Linked DNA regions of Urocitellus parryii: region 2 is linked to region 1. A link is a contact called in public Hi-C data. All regions are on one chromosome and are shown on one strand. Each heading gives the region's core, a stretch centred on a gene start, on an enhancer-like site or on the middle of the called end of the contact. The rest is flanking DNA. Distances are from core to core; before and after follow the strand shown. Region 1 holds the start of Aco1 (aconitase 1). Region 2 holds the start of Ndufb6 (NADH:ubiquinone oxidoreductase subunit B6).

Region 1 (7,610 bases), core at 141-2,640:
TTTCAAACTTTCTCTGGTATGAAAAAGATATACAATAATAATACTAGCATTATTATTTTTCAGGTTTTATGGTAAACCTCTAGCATATGGTGAACATTTAAGGAAAATTTGTTCAATGAATATGAAAGGATGGGATTTGGGAAATGGGTGAAAGAAACTGTCTTCTCCTATTGGAAATACAGTAACACCACCCCCATCCTTTCAAAATTGAATATCACCAGGTAGGTGTGCCCTACAATGTAGCTTGTTTGGGGAGATGCTGCTGTGGAAGTCAGAGGACTGAATCCAGCTGTGCCACATTTCACAGCTCTGAAGTCTTCACTTCCTAGCTGGTTGGAAGCATGAAATGAGTTGAATAGACATTAGTGAAGATCCAGCCACAGGGCTTTGGGCCAAGTGGAGGCAGTAAATGATTGCTGATAGTGGTTGGCATTATTAATAGTATTAACTATTAGCTGTTCATTCAGATAGAAAACTACAATGATTTTCCCAAATAATTTGGGCAAGAAAACATCACCACCTTTCACCTACAAAGATTTAATCGCTTTTCTGACTCACAGTTACCTACAGGGCACAACTCCAACCAGTACCTAAAGCATGTCTGGAGAAGGCCCAAGCCATTTCCTACAGATCTGAGAACACCATGAATTACGGAGTGAAGTGTGGTCACAAGTTGAAAAGAATATATTCATACTAGAAATGTTGCATTCCTAAACCAGAGTCCCACTTGGCATACTTTGAGCAAAGAATCAAGGCGGGGGTAGGGATGGGAGGTGAAGGATGAGATGGGGGAAGGGCAAAGAGATAAGAAGAGCAAGATAATCCGATGCAGGAGCAGCCAGATAGTGAAGCCTCTACAGTTAAGGCAAAATATTTTATTATCATTTTTTTAAGCTGCATTTCTTTGCCAGGCGTGACGCCCAAAACCTGTAATCCCAGCGGCTCCGGAGGCTGAGGCAGGAGGAACGCAAACTCAAAGCAGCCTCAGCAATTTAGCGAGGCCCTAAGCAACCTAGCGAGACTCTATTTTAAAAATAAAAACATAAAAAGGGCAGAAGATGTGGCTCAGTGATTAAGCACCCCTGAGTTCAATCTCCAGTACACAAAAAAAAAAAACTGCATTTCTTTTCGGCCCTAGCGCGAGCTGAGCGGTCACACCCTAGGCCCCAACGAGAGCGACCGTCACCCTAGCCCCGGGACCAGGGCCGGCACGAGCGAGCCCTGTGGAAAGACGCGTCTCCCCACTTTCGGCGGCCAATCTCTAGCAACCAGAGTCCCGCCCGGGGCGAAGTTCCCGGGCCGCTGGGGGGCGGGGCGGGGCCCTGTGGAAGCCCCGCCCCGTCCGCGGCCGGGCTGGTTCCGGCCGGCGTCCGCCCCGCCCCTGCTCCTCCCGGCGGCCAGCGGCCGGGGGCGGCGGGGGAGGATCGCGGAGGCGGTGGCAGGGACCGCTTGCGAGTGCGCCCGCTGCTCTGTCCCGGCTCGCTAGTCGCCGGAGCCCCGCCGTGCTGTCCCTGGTGAGTACCAATTCGTCCCGATTGACGTCCCCCGGCGGGGACGCTGGCCACAGGGTCCTCCCGGGAGTTGGTGAGGGCCTTTTCCCGGCGCGCGAGGCAGAGCGGCCCGGGGGAGTCGGGCAGAGCTCGGGGGAGGCCGAGGGGACGTGTTCCTGGGGACCTGGTCTCTCCGCCATCCCTCAGTTTCTGTCGCGACGGAGACTGGAGTGCCTCTCCTTGCGGTCCTTAGCTTTGGCAGCGCGTGCTGCCCGGGAGCCCTCGGCGAGGCTGTGCGGGCCGCGCGGAGTCCTGACCCCAGGGTGTTTGGGCCTCACCCGGGAGTCCGTCCCGAGCCTGGACGGCGGGTCATTGTCCCTGAGCTTGTGTGGCAGGTCTGGGAATCCCCATCAAGAGGAAATGGGGTGAGGGAGGAAGACCTCTGGAAGGGGTGGGACACAAAGCCCACCCTAATGGACCCCAAATTCTAAGGAGACCGGCTGCCTTCCCTACTTGATCAGCATACCGGAATGGCACGTCTTCCTACGTGCAGAACACACAACTCTTCTTGCAGGGGACAATCTCTAGGACAGAAGTTTCCAAACTTTTTTTGGACTCGATATCCTTTACCCTCTTAAAAATTAGTATCATAAGGAACCTTTGTTTATGTGGGTTTTATAGGTTGATATTTGCCATATATAATTAAAACCGAGAACCTTTTACAGTATTTAATAACATTTTAAAATAATAGACCAGTTATATCTTAACATTTTTTTATGAAAAAAAAACCCTGTATTTTCCAGAACAGAAACTTATCAAGAATAATGGCATTGTTTTACGTTTCTGCAAATCTCTTTTAATGTCTGGCTCAATAAAAGAAAACTGGATTCTTGTATCTGCTTTCTTCAGTCTCTTGCACTATCACATGTCATGTAACTTCTGGAGACCTCCACAGTGGACTCCTGAGAATGTGAAAATGATAAAAGCAAATAACATCTTAGTGTTATTATGAAAGTGGTTTTGAACTTGCAGACCTTGCAACATTTTTAGAACCAGGGTGGAGGAAATGCTTTAAAGACTTAATTCATTGGGCCTGCTTCTTGTCTGGGGGTTCTTCTTAAATTTGAGCACAACCCACCACATGCCATGGATAGGGTTAACCTCTGATTTGTGGGATCAAGCTTGACTTCTCTTTGAAACCAAGTACTAGGTCCTCTCATTTTATGATGTATCTTGGAGGCCTCCTGAAAAACTCAGCAAGATTCACAGGTGCCTTTGGTTGCTTCTATGCCTGCAGACCTGACCTGTGTGTGCATCAGGATTACAGCTGTGTTGTGGCAAACAGGATCAGTGAGTTCAGAGAAGTGCCAATGAGGTGACCATGCCAAGTGTGTAGAGGTTACAGTGAGAATTACCAAGTAGTTGAGAAGTTATTTCCAAAGTAATAGAGACATGCTCTTGCCTCCTTTCCTTGTGTTCATTTCTATTTGCACTTGGGTAGTTATTAACCTTGAGTTTGTTGGAATATGCTTACCAATCTTGGTGTTCTTTCACTTTTCACTTTTAAAGGTGAGTCACTGTGTATGGTCCTTCCTTGGCCTCTACTGGAAAGCAATTGTCCAGCATTTTGGTGTGTGGTAGGTGGGATCCTTCACTGAATTCTTTCCTTGATTTCATCCTCTGACAACACATATTTAAAATAGAAAATATATACTATATATAGTATACAGATATACTATATACATATATACTATATACATATATGACTATATAGTGTATAATCAAAGGAAAAAATTCTCTAACTCAGGTATCTTTTACCCAAAGAGCTTGTACTGCTTCAATGGACACTGCAGTTTGGACACTGCAGCCAGTACTTTAGAAATGCACAGTCCTCAGGTGGGAGAAAAGAATGTGATCTAAACTTGGAGCACATGTTGGGTTCTTTGAATAAGACTCCACTTTGATTGTGGAGTATCTGTCCTTCATCCTTTCAGTAGATACTTGTTGACCACCTATTTACCACATTTCCAGTTCTGTGCCAGCTAGAAAAGTAATGAGTGCAAAAGATGCAGTCTCTATCTTTCTAATAGCTTAGGAAGCTGCTGGTTAATTGGGATTATCATTTGTCAGACTATTAATAAAACATGGCCCTATGTGAAGAGCAATATTCCTATCAGAAGTGTGCTTCAAAAACATGACCTAAAGCAACCAGAGTCCCACACTGTGAAGGTGATGATAAAAACCAACGTTTATGAACTTGTGCCTGGCAACAACTTCTTTGCCTTTTCCCCTTTTATTGAAGAGGTAACTCCCTTTGAGGTAGCCAGACTCTATATTATAGAGAAATTACTTCCAACTTAATGCTACTCACTGAGCCAGATTTGTGGAAGATACTTCTCTGGGCCTTAGTGCCTTTGACTTTAAAGTAAGGAATTGGACCATTGATAGCAGGTGTCCCAGATAACCAGTGGTTTACTGCAGCTAGTTATTTGTGCATATTCTTCATTTTATGATGTATCTTGCTGGCCTCCTGAAAAATTCAGTGAGACTCACAGGTTGGCTTTGGTTGCTTCTAATGTTTAGGGGGTTTTTTGTTTGTTTGTTTTGTTTTGTTTTGTTTTTAGTTTTTTTAGCTTAAAATAAGCCACAATAGTAACACTTACATCATGGAAATAGGCCAGTGCTGCAAATCTGGGCTCTTTTCCCCTGGAGAGCAGATTGTTCAAAGTTTACCTGCACACCACTACTACTGTCAAAGCCAAGTTGCTTTTGATTTGTTTTTAATAGAAAACAGACTCTTTAGCCTGGACCAACACACTGGTTATGGGGTGGGTGATTCAAGTCCTTAGCAATCTTTGATAGAGAAAACACAGTGTGTTTTGAACTTATCTTGGAATATGGATCAGCAAACTTTTTGTGCAAAGGGGCAGATAGTAAAACTTTTAGGCTTTGTGGGATATACAGTCTCTATTGCAATTACTCAGCTCTACTGCTGTTCTATGAAAGCAGCCATAGACAGTATGGAAACAAAGGAGCATGACTGTGTTCCAGTAAAACTTTGTTTGGGAAAATAGGCATTAGGCTGTAGTTTGTAGATTTTTTTCCTAGAATATGAGAACAGGAGTCATGTTTCAAGGAGGTATTTTCATAGAACAAGAATTTTTCAGGACTTTATGCATGAATACCAGGGACCTGAGTCTCCAAGATGGATTCAGCTGGCAGTCAGAACTGGAAAGTATTTGGAGTCAATCATAGAAGAATCCATAGTAGATTGTTTAAAGAAAGCCCAGGTATTTTCAAGTTTTGAGGACACAGCCATGGATAGTGAGGAAATCTTTACTCCTAACTCCTTTTCTGGAGCCATCTCCCATATATTATGCTCGAGTGGGTGGACCTATAGTCTGATCTAGTGTGTCACGCAAAAAACAGTAGCATCTCGTAACAGCTGTCTTTATTTCAGGGGCAGGGAAAAAGGAAATATTCAAAAAGAAAGAAAAATCTTCCTGATATTTGTGTATCTTGTACATTGTGTGTGGTGTGTGTATACTGTGTTTACATGTATATACATGCACAGTTGTATATCTTTATATGTACATAAATTGAATATACATGTGATTATACATTTTATGTATTTTAAAGTAGCCTCATAATTGTTTGATAAACAGATGTACAACTGCTAACAACAGCCAGTTCTGAGAAGTGGAATGGAATGGAAGGAAGGCAGGAAAATTTTAAGTGTTATTTTTTGTAATACTGGATGTCTGGAACAAAATTCATACATAGTTTTTACAACTTAAAGACAAAACAAAAAACTAAAATCTCAACACCTATATTTTTAAAAGGAAGATGGTATTATTTCTCTGGTAAGAATACTGCCACCACCCTTCTCCCCCAGTACGACAAACTACTTCCATTGTCACATCACATTTCCTAACTAGAGTATATAATAGTAGTATATATCGACTCAAATAGCATTGAGACTGAGCTGTCTCAAGTCAAAACAATATTAATGTTTGGCTTAAACTCCTGTGCAAAGTTGGAAGCACTAGATCAAAGCGTCTTTTAATGGGCCGTTATAACCCTTATACTGGTGTTATAAAATTGCTATTATACAGTTTTTAAACTAATAAGCAGATTACATGGGACTATTTCCCAGCAATCCTCTGTTTCTGAGGAGAGAAAGCATGTACATAAATATATGAGCGGGCATCTGTCTGGACATAGGCATTGGATTTGCCAAAATGTTGAGTGGTTTTCTCTTGGTGGTGGGATACAGTTGACTTTTAGATTTTCTTACAAGTTTTCCAACATGAACAAATACTAGATTTTATATGTCTAAAATCAACCCCTGTGGATATTTTTACACAAGATACATTGAGGTCACATTGTCTCCACTTTTCTTAGACTGACACCAACGTGCCTGGTAGTAGAATTCTGCTGCTTTCTCCCAAAAGGAAGTGGAAGAACAGGTGAAGAGAGTAAGGCATTGGGAACCCAGAACAGGCACACTTGTAACTGTAATCACATTGTGCTGTGTGGACTTCTCTGTGGAGTCTATTCCAATCCTTCCCCTACAGTTGACCAGGAGGTTAGAAAGCTCTTTAGCACCATCACTTCAGAAGCCATCAGCTGACCAGCTCCCTAGATTGACTGGTCTTCATTTTTTTTTTTAACTTTTTTGGGGTTAAGGGTGCTGGGGTTTGAACTGTGTGGAGCTTTACCGCTGAGCTACATTCACAGCCCTTTTTCTTTTTTTTTTTTATTATTGGTTGTTCAAAACATTACAAAGCTCTTGACATATCATATTTCATACATTAGATTCAAGTGGGTTATGAACTCCCATTTATACCCCAATTACAGATTGCAGAATCACGTCTCATTCAGTTGCTGAGGTTGGCCTTGAACTTGCCATCCTCCTGTCTCAGCCTGCTCAGGTCACTGGGATTGCAAGTGTGAGTCACTGCGCCTGGCATTTAAACAAATTTTTAATGGGGGATTTCAAATATACAAGTAGGTGGAGAAGAGAGCATAAGCCCTCAGCCTTACAAGGATGACCATTAATAATTGGCCCATCTTGTTTTCACCTGTACCTTTCCTTGACCTCACTTCTTTTCCTCCTGCCAGGAGTTGGCATCTTCATTTTCAACTATTTAACAAAAAAAACTATTCTTTGCTGCATCTCTTTGGTAGTGTAAATGTACCAGCACCGTAGAAGTCTTTCTAATGTCAGCCAAATTGAAATTCTGAATGGTCCTTGAGTACTTGCTGCATTTTCACCCCCTTGCATGGATTTTTAAACATGTTTAAAAATGATGAAAAACATCTTTAATGAATCTACTTTTGCATTTGCTTTTCCCTCTGCCTGTGAATCTAAACCCATCTTTTCTTTTTCCCAGTTCTCTGTAAAGTCTTTCATGAATCTCAGTTGTAGTTCTCTTTCCTTTGACCTTTCTTCTGACCCTTATCTTATTGTAATTAATTGTATGCTTATCTTAGTCTTCTTGTTAAATTGTAATCTTTGTATAAAAGGAGTGTTTTCCTTATCTTCCTTTCTCCTGTGGTATTTAGCAATGCTTAATTCAAAGAAGATACTCAAGAAATACATGCTAAATTAATTTGAATTGTTCAAGGTCAATGGAGTAAAATTTTGAAAATAAAATAAATTCATCACATTAAAAGAAAAATTCTCAGGCATTACCTAGGACCAAGAACATTTTCTCCTACTTTCATGGATTTTTAAACATTTTAAATAATGATGAAAAACATCTTTAATTTGAACCAGCATTTAAAAAAAAGGCTTCTTTTTTAAAAAAAATGTTTTCCCAAATATATATATATATATATCTGGAGCCTTTAGGTGTTTTCTGATCTTTATATGCTTTGCCCCTTAGGAATAATACCTCGGGAGAGGTGCTAAATAGTATTGGATCATTTTTATTGGATACGAGTGATTCTTGACTATATTTTAAATATTTATTGTTTTAAGTGATTTTAAATCTTCAGCAAAGAAATAGGCTACATTTAGAGCTCACTGAGTCCCATGAAGTAAGTCAATAGCAATCTCATAAATTACGATAGCTCACAGAGATGGAGTTCCTGGTGTACACCATGCTTCGTGTA
Region 2 (7,265 bases), core at 2,567-5,066, 170 kb after region 1:
TTCAAAAATCCAGAGTCCTTTCAACCTGACTCGGTGTCTTTTTCATATATCCCTATTATTCTTTGAGCACTTCTTTACTTTCTGACCCATTTTGTACTCTCTGCTCTGGCCCTGGAATCAGCCATTTCTCCAAGAAGCTCTACAGCTTTTCAACTGGGAAATGCATTTAGAAAATATGACCTGGTTGGTAGGCATCCTAATAACTAAGGGGCCTTAGTTAGGCCTTCTCAGTAGACAGAGCTAGGAAATGAAAACACACAGGCATACATACCTTTATATCCAATATTTATTTCTATATCTATTTAAGGATACATAGTAAAAGTGGTAAGTTTATACCAATATTTCCAATTCTCTCTTTTCATATATGTAAATTCTTTTTCCAACAAACAGTGAGAATCCTGAGTTCTAGTATCATCAATATGTTTACTTATTTGATCAATCATCCTAGGGGTAACAAATCTACTGTTACCACTACCATATCCCCAATATTATAACCTCAAATCATTGGGTTCCTCATCTTACTCTGGGTTGCCACTTCCATCACTGCCTCGTACCACCTTTCCTCCAGATGTCCTCCTTCCTCTACTAAGTTCCACTTCCTACAACAGATTGTTCCCACTGCTGCTCCCCAAGAGCTGTGCTCAGCCTTCTCCCCTACAATCCACTTAGGATCTAACCCCTCACTCAGTTACAAGAATGCCCTCCCCACTGTTTGTGTTCCAGCATTCCACATACCACAGCCACTGTTGCTCCCCCTTCCATGCCATTCCAGAAATTACATCCCCCCCCTCATCTCGCCTTGATCCAATACCATGCACCTGATTGTGCTATCCCTATCCTTTAAAATATGGCAACTGGCTCCATTCAATCAGTCCATATAAGATCTTTCACTTAACAAGTTCAAGCTTTTGGCTATCCTGGTTTCTAAAGAAAGAGAATTATGAAAAATCAGACAAAAATGAAGGAAATGAAAACGGGATCATGACAAAGATAACCTTTGCCTATTTTGAATTTTACATTAGATCTATGCTCAAAACATTCTATTATTTTATTTCTTCTCCAGCTCAGGATTCTCTGTATACACTAGTATCATTAGGTCAGTCACATTCTAATCATTTAAACACTATTTCTACCAGGAAATGGATTTTTAAGTTGTAGACTACTCTACACATACCCCACACATACCTCATCATACTGGGGATTGAACCCAGAGGATTTCTACCACTAAGCATACACCCAGCCTTTTTATTTTGAGATGAGGTCTTAATAAATTGCCCCAGCTGGCCTTGGACTTGCGATTCTGCTTCAGCCTCCAGAGTTGCTGGGATTATAGGCTTTTATCACTGTGCCCTGCTAAAGACTAATTTTTTTTTTTGAAAAATCATACTTAATTACTTATAATCTTCATTAAACCTTTTAATTAAAAGGATTCAAAGTACCTCAAAATCAGCTATTAAGTGGCAGATTATTTCCACTATATAAATAGGGAGTACAGCATACCCCATAAGAGTCTGTTTTGCATAATATTAAAAATAAATTCTGAAAAGCACATGCTTAAAACATACTTACAGACACATGATACTTGACGTAATAATGAACAATCCAGGTGGGTATAAGTACACAAGTAACAGCAAAGATACTGGTCCTGTATACCTTATAGATCTGAGGAGAAAAAAAAATTTACAAAATAAACACATATCCCATTTTATGTTTGTGGTTAAAAAAATAAAACAAAAATTGCTATAACAATGTCATGACTATTATACAAATCTCTAACTGGAGCATATTTTATTATAGTCTGCAGCTAATCTTACTCAAATATTTTTACTAAATGTAGGCCTGCTATAGGATTATGAACAGAGTCCAGAGCAAATAAGGCTTAAGACAAATAGCATTTTACAAGACTATAATAGGACATTTATAGATTTGTTTTTTAAAGATTTCTAAAAACATTATAAGCTTGTTAAAGATAAATCAGGGCGTAAATAATGAAAGAATAAGTTTAATGGATTTAGCCCGAGTTATCAACCTACAGAATTTTTCAAGTAAAGTCATCTCTCTAATCTATCAATTTTAGTACTGACAATCAATATTACTTGCATTATTCTAGGAGAAAGGCAAAACAGTACAACAGTGCTGGAAAAAGAACATTTTACATACTGAGATAGGGGTATTCCAAACTCACTGTGAGATGCCTTCTGACATACCATTGTAAAACAAAGACAAAAGAGAACTGAACTCAGTTATTTGATGGCAGCCAGTTTGACTGAAACACACCTATCCTTTCAAGGAAAGGACAATCTAGAGTCTAAGTATTATAACACTTATAACTATAGAAGAAATGATCCACTCAAAGTAAGCAGAGATGGAATTCAACAAATGATTATTTACTTTCTTAAATCACTGGCTGATGGGTGAGATATCACCTTTCAACTAGTGACTGCTAAAATCAATATGGAATACTTCGAAGGTATTAATTAAACAGTTTAATTTTACCACTATAAATATATCACTTTCTCAGAAAAATTTACACCAATTCTGTTGCACTAAACTTTGTAGTACAGTAAGATGGTAGATACATGTAGATTTCAACAACTCCTTCAATTAGCTCTGTGACCACAGGCAAACCATTGAATTTTTGTAGGCCTCAGTTTCCTCATATTAAAAAGAGGATTAGGAACAGTTTCTATCCGATAGGAGTAAAGAAAAAAAGGGAACATATGTAAAAACATTCAAAAGCAAAAAACCCTCAGCAGACTGCTAGGCACACACATAGCAAGCACCCAATGTTGCTTACAAGCATTATTACTATTATTTAGCCAGTGCTGCACCTAACTGAAAGCAATTCCGACAAAATATTTTAAAGACTTCTAAAAATATCACATTGATATGGCTTAACAAATACAAGACTTCGAGAAAATACCCAAGCATCCTGAAAATAAAGACCATTCTTTAAATGAGTAATTTTCTGCCTAGCGAAGTCCAGGAATATAATAACAATAAACGGTGTGTTAGAAGTACATAAGTGTGGTTTAGAAAGGGGGCTTGCAAATATGACTCACTAAGCGTACCAACAAGACCTTGCCTTTGTACAATCATATATGGCTGTACTACTAGCCCGGGGGTCATTGTGCCTTCTGGTAGTTGGGTACAGTGTTTGTCTCTATAACCTCAACTTTAAAAGGCAGACAAGTACGCTCAAATACTAAAATCGCAGAACCTTCATGTCCGTGAATCCTTGGCTGTCATTCCGAGAGATTTCTACCGTCCAAAGAACCACACGTGCAGCCTCCTATAAAAAGCTGATTCGCCGCCTCCTCACTACACTTGACAGCCGAAGGGCGCGATTCTCCCTGCCCAAACCTCTGGAGAAGCGCCCAGGCTAAACCTGAGACTTCACACCCGGTTCTCCTTTGGGGAACTACCGGGACTCGCTGGCTCAGAACAGTGTCAGTCCTCCGTGTGGCCGCTGCGGGCTATGCTTAGAGGGACGGGGAGATCCGTAACTCACCACATTCTTCCAAGGGGCCCTATCCTGCAAAAACTTATTCCAGAATGCCTCCATAGGCCACATTCTCTGGGCAGGTAGGACAGGCTCCCGGGGGCTCAGCTCCTGGTCCTTCAGCCATCGCCTCCTCAGCTCTCGCAACTGCTGGAGCCGCAGTTTTTCATCCGGCGTGTACCCCGTCATGTTGCCACGGGTAGTAAAGCAAAGGGACGCAGCGCGCCCACGAAACAGGGTCTTGTCCCGCGCGCTCCCGCTCCTCAGGGCGACCTTGCGAGGACGCCGGGGAAGGGCGCGCGGTTTTGACGTCACAACCTGGTCCCGCCTCTGCAGTAGCGGCAAATTCCTCTGAAGGAAAGCAGCGTGTGCGCATGCGCGCGAGGGGCTGGTCCCTAAATTTTGGATTAGAGTGGAGGGGCCCAGCAGAGACGATGAGAGGTCAGAGGAAGAACAACTAGTGTCCCGCGAGCTGGAAAGATGAGCTTTATGTGTTTCACTGAATGTCTGTCCAGATGCAAAATTCTGGGCTTTTCTCTCCTACCTTAGAACTCCTTTCTCCATGACCTAGGGAATCATCAGATAGTTAGACCAAGTTCAACTCCCAGCCATAAAAGTAACTGGTAAAGGGACTTGGACTGCTGTCTGACTGTTCCTCCATCTGCACAGCGGGAAGCAAAAAGAGTAACTTAATATCTGGCAGGATTTTATAGGTGCCTCTGATCCAGCAATCCCATTGTAAGACTGTCTCAAAGATGTGGTAAAAATATGAAAAGATGAGCATGAGCACTTACTGTAGCACGATTTATGATAGTACGATACAAGAAGTTATTCCCCAGATTCCTTGATAGCGGACTGTTTGAATAAAATTGTGCCACGAGGTTATAAAGTGCTGCTACTGTCAGTGGTCAAAATATTAAAGAAGGACTCAATATACCGCTGTGGAATGACCTCCAGATATATTATTAAGTGAAAAAAGCAAAATGGAGAGAAGTGCATATTGTATTAATACACACACTACATACACGCATACGTAATACATATTGCTTAAATTTTAAAAATAATGGAAATGAAAACAACTGATATTTTAAACAATGTTGCCTATAGGGAGAGGAAAGGAACAGAATAAATCGGGAATGGAAACTACACTTTTCTGAATGTATCTTATTTCATAAATTTGATCTTAAAGCCAAGAAACTATTTCACATCATTATAACACAAAATTAAATTTACAAAAGGCAGACCCTTAAAATCAAATGTAAAATAAAACACATTAGTCTAACTGATCTAAATGTGACAATCTTTTTTCTAAATTTTTGTTTTTTAGTTGCAGTTGGACACAATACCTTTATTTTATTTATTTTTATGTGGTGCTGAGGATCCAACCCAGGGCCTCGAACATGCTAGGTGAGTGCTCTACTGCTGAGCCACAACACCAGCCCTAAATGTGACACAATCTTAAAAGACACAATTCCAAAAGAATTTAAACTATCAATTTCTGTACATCCATAAAGGGATAAAACTCAACAACAAAAGAACTGTAATATCTATATCTATATAGATATCGATATTTTACACTGTTTTAAGCAATACACTGTTGGAAGTGGTCTTGGTATTGTTAACATGACACTGAAAATAAATTTAGTTAGTATTGTAAAGAACAGTTATTTTTCGTATAGGAGAAAGGATATGAATACATACATTGTATGCTATGTAAAAACCCCATAGTACTGGATTCTGAATAGGCAGAAACAGTATGAATTTATGAAGTATTATCTTTCAAAATAGACAACATTTTATCTTAGGTCTGCCTGTTGATAATGACTTTAAATTAATGGCTAACCCCATGTTATGGTTTGGATGTGAGATGTCCCCCAAAAGCTCACATGTGAAACAATGCAAGAAGATTTAGAGGAGAAATGAGTGGGTTGTGAGAGTCTTAACCCAGTCAGTGAATTAATCCCCAGATAGTGATTAATTTGAGTGGCTACTAAAGTGGTAATGTGTGGCTGCAGGAGGTGGGGCATTAGGGGCATGGCTTTGAGGTATACATTTGTGTCTGACAAGTGGAGACCTCTCTCTGCTTACTGATCATCATGTGAGCTATTTCCCTCTGCCACACTCTTCCGGCCATGATGTCCTGCCTCACCTCCAGCTCCAAGGAATAGAGCCTGCTGTCTGTGGATTGAGACCTTTGAAACCATGAGCCCCTAAATAAACGCTTCCTCCTCTACAGTTGCTCTGGTCCAGTCTTTCAGTTGCACCAGCGAAAAAACTGACTAAAACACCCAATAACCACAAGCATCCCTAGCGCCTAGATCAGGCCTTGGGTGTGCTAGGCAAGCACTGTATCACAGAGCTACACCTCCAGTGCTCGCATTTACCATCAAAAAGAAAAGACTCTTGGAAGCAGCAGTTCACAAATGTGTTGCTCCAGACATTTCTTTTTATATATTTCTATATTTTTTAATTGTTGATGGACCTTTACTTTATTCATTTGCTGTGCTGAGGATCGAACCCAGGCAAAAGTTCTACCACTGAGCCACAACCCCAGTCCCAGACACTTCTTTAAACTCTTAAACATTGTTGAAAACTCCAAAGAGCTTTATCTATGTGGACATCTATTGATGTATACTGCATTTGAAATTAAACCATTTAAAATAACAATAAGTTATTAATAACATTAAAAGTTATTTAGTGGGGCTGGGGTTGTGGCTCAGAGGTAGAGTGCTCACCTACCATGCGTGAGGCACTGGGTTTGATCCTCAGCACCACATAAAAATAAAATAAAGATATTGTGTCCACCTATAACTAAAAAATAAATATTTAAAAAAAGTTATTTAGTAAGAGGAATTCTATTGTTTTATATTTTTGTAAATGCTTTTAATATCTGTCAATAAATTACAGCATAATTTCTATAATTACAGTTGTATTCAGTCATAATATCACATACTATGTACCCTCTGGGATATTCCCTAAAAAACTGTAAGAGAAGGAGAGTTTAAAAGGGAAAGTAGCATCTTTGTATTATCATGAAAATAATTTTGACCTCACAGGCTCCATAAAAGGATCACAGGTGCTCCCATGACTCCTCATAACATATTTTGAGAACCATGGCCTTGGAAAAATAGGGGATTCCGGGTTTGGGTTAGGAAACATAAAATAAGTTAGAAACTTGTTGCCATTCCAGAAAGGAGGGAAGTTTTTAAAGACTAGTAGGTTCATGTCAAAAGGATTCCAGAGCCAACTTGAATAGATTCCCATAGGTCAAAGATGGAAATTTTTGAGCATCACTAAATATGGCTTCAGTGAATTTTAAAATATCAAATATGTACACATACAAGAATTCAAAATGGTTTTTAAAATTTTAATTTGTTATTTTTGGATGACATTAGGAAACCAACTCATTATTTTGAAATCAGAAAAATGTCAAGAGTATTTTTTCTATTCATTCTATACAAATTGTATCTTAAAGTAACAAATGGTTGAAGAGAGAAAATTTCTTCAGAGAATCATTAAAGAACTAACAAAAGAAGAAGGTGTGGCAGAATTAGAATTATTACCTTTTATAATCCTTAGTTCATTAGTGAATCAATCAGTGCAGTGATCATTCAATAGTTATACAGGTCTCAAAAAGAAAGTAATTGCGCCCCCTCGTGGAAATCGGCCTCACTGCCTGTGAAGTAGCCTTGCCAAACAAATTGAACCCGAGTCTGATTGTGTTTCTAGATCATAATGGACAGGCGCTTCTTATAGACCACCA

The links. Hi-C and Micro-C count contacts between places; a contact is called where the count stands out from the background.
Region 2: a contact with region 1 is called in a Hi-C map of muscle, with 6 times the contacts expected there. The contact joins the promoter of Ndufb6 here to the promoter of Aco1 in region 1. A contact is called at or near these places in 2 of 2 Hi-C or Micro-C datasets (liver and muscle).

The regions. Positions count from the first base shown.
Region 1 is chr4:172,580,909-172,588,518 of mUroPar1.hap1, forward strand. It overlaps Aco1 (aconitase 1), which reads left to right and starts at 1,391. Exons shown (of 21, transcript XM_026387858.2): 1 at 1,391-1,514.
Region 2 is chr4:172,743,967-172,751,231 of mUroPar1.hap1, forward strand. It overlaps Ndufb6 (NADH:ubiquinone oxidoreductase subunit B6), which reads right to left and starts at 3,817. Exons shown (of 4, transcript XM_026387901.2): 1 at 3,512-3,817; 2 at 1,570-1,662. The coding sequence starts at 3,691.